Linked DNA regions of Sus scrofa: region 1 is linked to region 2. A link is a contact called in public Hi-C data. All regions are on one chromosome and are shown on one strand. The core of a region is the stretch at or near the end of the contact, and the rest is flanking DNA. Distances in the headings are between cores, read along the strand shown.

What was found. A called contact is a pair of places that touch in the nucleus more often than the background predicts.
Region 1: a contact with region 2 is called in a Hi-C map of liver, with 7 times the contacts expected there. The contact joins the promoter of ENHO here to the promoter of CNTFR in region 2. A contact is called at or near these places in 5 of 47 Hi-C or Micro-C datasets (fetal skeletal muscle, heart right ventricle, liver and 1 more) and 1 of 2 datasets of contacts at active chromatin or transcription factors (skeletal muscle).

The regions. Positions count from the first base shown.
Region 1 is chr10:32,271,690-32,274,389 of Sscrofa11.1, reverse strand. ENHO (energy homeostasis associated) reads right to left here and starts at 1,254. Exons shown (of 2, transcript NM_001164858.2): 1 at 1,049-1,254; 2 at 1-91.
Region 2 is chr10:32,210,255-32,213,077 of Sscrofa11.1, reverse strand. It overlaps CNTFR (ciliary neurotrophic factor receptor subunit alpha), which reads right to left and starts at 1,269. Exons shown (of 11, transcript XM_021064676.1): 1 at 1,099-1,269.

The sequences.
Region 1 (2,700 bases), core at 5-2,504, 61 kb before region 2:
ACTCCGGGGTAGCCGGCCTTCCAGGGAGGCTGTCTGGTCCACACACTCAATGATTCCTGGACAGTGGAGACGTCCACCTGCAGTCCTGAGCCTGTGGGGGGATTGGGGGTGGGGGGGACAGAGCAAAGGCAAGGGTGGTGAGGAGGAAGGGACAGGGTGAGGCCTAGGAAAAGAGGGGTAGAGAGGAGAGCCCCCTCCCACATCTCTGGCCTCCCAGCAGGTCCCCTAGAGCCAACACCTGGCTCTGGGCACCTGGATGGGGGCGTGGCCACAGTGGGGAAGCTGGAGTAGGCAGCCTGTATCTCATTCTCCTTTGACCCTGTGGGCATGGCCTGGCCCTGCCCCCTGAGCATCCAGCCCACAAAAGCACCGCGTGAGTGTGTGGGATTGAGGAAGCCCAAGGCCTCCAAGGGTGGGTACTGTGACCAGCTTCGGTGTGGCCTGGGCGCCTCCCACCTCTCTGGACGCTAGCCAAGCAGCCCAGGAGACCTCCAGGGGCGCCAGCTCACACAGAGGGAACTTTGTGGAGGCCTGGCAGGCATGTATGGATCTGTGTATCCAAGACTAGGTACCTAGGTGCTCCGCTCCCTAAGGCTGTCTCTCCAGGTCAGGTGCGTGTGTCTGTATGTCTGGCTCTTATTCTGTCCCTTGGTTCCCTTGTCTGGATGTGCGCCTCTGCCTCTGTATACCTGTCTCTCTAGGTGGCTCTCTTTATACGTTTCTCTGTGTGTCCCCATCTCTTAGTGTCTGAGTGTCTTGTTTCTCTCCCAGTCTCTTTGTGTATCTCTGTAAGTCTCTGTCCATCTCTTTCTCCCTGTCTGTGTATGGATCTCTTGTATCTCTCCCCCTCTTTCCTCCCCGCTGTGTGTCCATCTGTCCCTGTGGACGTGTCTCTCTCCTCTCCGTAGGGTCTGTCTCTGTAGTTCTGTGCGTCTCCTGTATGTCTGTCTTTGTGTCTGTCTCTCTTTCTCCCCGGCTGTGTCTCTGTGGGGGAGTCCGTGTTTCTTTATCTCACGTCCCCGTGCCTGTGATGGAGGGCCCCTCTTACCTGAGTTGAGCCCGGTGCGCGCCCGCGGGAAGGTCTGGGGCAGCGGGATGCTGGGCGCCGATTGAAGCTGGGAGCCTGCAGGCGGGGGGCAGCAGGAGGCGGGCGGGGGTGACGTCCCCTCCCCCGGCCCTCCCCCTCGCCGTACAGCCTCCGCCGGCCGCTCCCGCCGCGGCGCGACCGGGGCGGCCTCTGCCGCGGGCGGTCTGCGGCGAGCGGGCACCTCCTCCCCCTGGGGCGGCGCCTCCTCCGCGGCCGTGGCCGCTCGCTCGCACGGCGGCGCTCGGGCGGCGGCGGCAGCAGTCTGGGCGCGGGATTCGGCTGGGCTCGGCTAAGTTCGGCAAGGTTCGGCTGGGCTCGGCTGGTCTCTCGGCTGGGCTCGGCCAGGCTCGGCCGGCAGCAAAAACAGCGAAGAGTCCCGCCTCTTGGGAGGCCAGCGGCCGGCAGCCTGTTGGAGGCGGAGCCATCCCCTCGCCGCTGCCGCCATTCAATTGGCTGGCCGTGCCAGGATCCCTTGCCATTGGTGGTGCGCTGGGCGAAGACTGGCCCACCCCTCGTGCAGGAGGGGGCGGAGAAGGGAAGAGGACTGAAGGGGCTACTTCGGCTGTATTCCTCCCCAGGGAAAGGGGTGGGGGCGAGGCCCACCTACTTGCCGGGGTTTCTTGCACCTTCCACACAAGATCTGCGCAATATTTCAACAAGGCCAAAGCCTCTGTGTTCCTCTACTTCAGAAGACCGCTCTTCAATATCTTTGAGAGGTCTCTGCTCCCGTCATCTGGAGGAAGGCTCTGGGACCCCACATCTGGGAGGAGACAGAACCTCCTGGTCTTGGAAGACCCCTCTGCTCACGGACGTGCACTCCCACTCCCCACTTCAAAGAGTCTGTAGTTGGCTCCAATATGCCCCGATCCCAGGAGGTGTGAGCAGCCGTGCCAGCATAAGTTGTCCGGACACATCTGTTGAGTTCCAACCCAGTGTTGGTCACAGACTTGTACTTTGTTCTGCTGTAGGGGAGCCTAGGACAGAGAGGAATGAGGCTATTCTGAGGGATGGCTCAGCCCTGGCTGGAATGGGACCAGTCATGACTACATCCATCCTAGAAGCTCTCCTAAGAGGAGCTTGGGCAGGAGCCATCAGGCAGACCTTCCTATCCTACCTCATATGCCAGTGATTCCTAGTGTTCTGAATGGACCCTTTTCTCATTCCCCTTGACTGTTCTCCATGGATAAGCACATGAAGTCTCTCGGTTCTCTCAAATCTAGCATTAATTTATCTCTGGAATTCTAGATACAGATCCAAATGCCTACCAGAATTAGGGTGGTGTCGGAGTTCCCTTTGTGGTGCAGCAGAAACGAAGGGACTAGGAACCATGAGGTTTCGGCCCTGGCCTTGCTCAGTGGGTTAAGGATCCCGTGCTGCCGTTGCCCTGAGCTGTGGTGTAGGTCGCAGACACACCTCGGATCTGGTGTTGCTGCGGCTGTGGCTTAGGCCGGCAGCTGTAGCTCCGATTTGACCAGTAGCCTGGGAACTTTCATATGCCCCAGGTGTGGCCCTAAAAATCTCAAAAGACAACAACAACAAAAAAAATTAGGGTGGCGTTGATTTCTGGTTTTACCAAGTAACCAAGTTTGTGATCCTGGGCAAGTTTCTTAGCC
Region 2 (2,823 bases), core at 20-2,519:
CGCCACACGCACATCCTCAGTGACACACAAATATACCAAGTATTACAAGCAGAACAACTAGTGTTGCAGACACGCACTCCTACAGCGGCACGCAAACACACACCCAATGCTGCAGACAAGCTGCCAGCCACAGACACACACAGACGCTTCTCAGAGAGAAAGACTAGACGGAAAGAGAAAGAAAATCCTGAATTTTCAACAAGGCGTGAAATAGTCCTGCCCGCCTGAAGCTACTGAAGGGGGGAGGGGGCCGAGGGAACGGGCGAGAGCGAGAGCTAGACGCGGGAGGAGAGGCGAGGAGCCGGGGAGGAGAGCTGTCCGTCTGGTGACCTCCCTGCGGCCCAGCCCCCACGCACAGGGAGATACACTACTCTGAGCAACACAGGGACACCCAGGCCGGCTCTTGGCGAGCCGCACTAGAGGAGACACACAACGGCAGACTCACAAAGAGACGGGGAGAGACCACAAGCGGACTCACATGGACACACAACACAGGAGGGCTTACAAAGAGATACCGGCGGAAACCCACTAAATGGACACACATCCAGGCGGACTCACGAGGGAACCACAGACAGCCTCACGCCGGCACACACGCGCGCGCACACACACACACGCGCGGATTCACACGGACACACAGACACTGGCAGACGCGCAACCGTCCGTTCACACCCCTGGGCGATCTGAAGTCCAGATTCCTGCTGGAGAAGGAAGCCGCCTCTGGGCGCGCGGGGGTCACTGCGACCCCCCAGCTCCGGAATTTTCCCAGACCCTGCGCGCGCTGCCGAGGGGTGAGGGAGAACTGGGAGGAGAGGGCAATCGGCCCCTGCCACCTCCCGCCGGCCGACTGTCCGCCCCCACCACCACCACCACCACCACGCCCAACCCGCGGCGCGCCCGGACATGGGGGGCCGCTTCTCCAGCGCCCCCGCCCCCGAGCTTACGCGTAAAGTTTCCCGTGAACTTTCCTGTCCCCCTCCACCCCGGTCTCGGGCCCACTCATGTCCCCTCCCTCTTCCCGCGCGCACGAGGGCCGCGGGTCTGTCGGTCAGCCCGAGGGTTTGAAGGTCCGGCCGCGCGCGGTCCGTGCAGGGTACTCACCGCGCCCTCGGACCGCCGGGGCTCCACACGTCGCCCTTCGACCGCCCCGGCAGGGAGCGCGAAGCTACCACTGCTGCCGGATCCCGCCGCCGAGCCCCGAGCCCCGCGCCGCGCCGGCTGGAGCCGCCGCCTCCGCTGCCGCCGCCGCCGCCCGCTCTGCACCGGCTCCTCGGCGCTCGGAGGCTTTAACCCCCCCATCCTCCTCCCTCCCTCGCGCGCTCCCTCCCTCCTTCCCTCGCCCATGTGACCGCGGGCGCCCGCTCGGCCGCGCGCGCCCTCGCTCCCTTCCCCCTCCCGCCTTGTCTCCCCCGCCTCCGCGGCCGCGCGCCACGACCCCCTCCCGGCCACGGCCCCCGCGCGCCTCCGCTGTGGCACGCTCCCGCGCCCGGCACGCGCGGCCCCACTCGCGCGGGCACACTCACCCTGCGCAGGCCTGTGAGCCCCCACTCCCACTGGCCTCGCGCTGGCACGCACCCTCCCCCCGCGGGCACACTCGCCCGCACTGGCACGCGTGGCCCGCTCGCAATCGCCCTTCCTCGGGAACGCCCTCCAGACGGCCGTGGTCCCCGCGCTTCACGCGCAGCCCTGACCGCGGGTCTCAAAAACGCGCGCGCACCCACACCCACACCCACTCCGCGGGATCCCCCAGGGCCGCTGGGCGCGCACTCAACCTCCCCGGGGTCGCTCATTCACACTCACTCTCTCACTCAGCCTCGGCCAGGTCTCCGCTGTGCACACTCCCACACGTTCAGGCCCAGGCTGCCTCGCACCGACTCCCTGGCATACCCAGGGCCAACTCTCGGGGTCCTCCCGCTGGCATCTCTGTGAGAAGAAGGAGAGCCCGAGCCCCCAGGCCCCACTTTGGGCAGGGACGGCCAGCCGTCTCCGTCCCTCCCGTGGTCCTACCGCCCCCAGCAGTGACCCCTCCTCCCAGTCACAGACATTCACACCCCTTGAGCGGAGGGAAGGGGGCTATTTGCCCCTGAGACCCTGGATGGACCAGACTGGGAACCAAGACCCTCACCTCCCACCAAGTCTCCAGTGACACACCACTGCTACCCTGTCCTTCTTCACCTCCTCCCTCCGCCCCGGACCCACGGCCTCGGGAGAGACCTCCACCGGGATTGCGGGGCGTAGGGAGGGTGCGCCCTCTATGCCTAGACGGGCAGTGCCAGAGCGCGAGGGCCAGAGTTTGGCGCTGGAGGTTCGCCCCTAGAGCTTTCCTTTTTGCAGCCTGGGCCTCTGAGGGGCGGGTGTGCTCGCTTCACTCGCCCCCAGGCCTCCGGTCTGGCGACAACATGGGGGATTAAGGTTAGACAACCCGACTTCTTCTGAGGCCAAGGGAGAGCGCAATATTGAAAGGGTGAATGCCAGAGGCGGAGAACCAGTGGCCCACCCCTATCCCCACCCCACGGATTTTTCACCTGACCTTTGACCCATAATCCCTGCGCCTGGCCCCTCCCGGGAGCTGCGCAAGGGCTGGGGGAGGGGAGGGGGTGGGAAGGAAATATCTCGCTGCTTCCTCACACCCTTCCCCAGTAAGCTGCCCAGAGCGCCCGGGCCCTTTCCCAACAAATGCCTCAGGGACTCCCAATGCAGAGGAAAAACCTTCTTCCCGCCGCTGCCCAGGCTTTTCACTTTCACTTCCGTGGCTGCAGAATCCCTCTCAGTGCACCCGGCGGGGGTCAGCCGGGGCTGGGGCTCAGAGAAGGCCAGCTGGGGCTT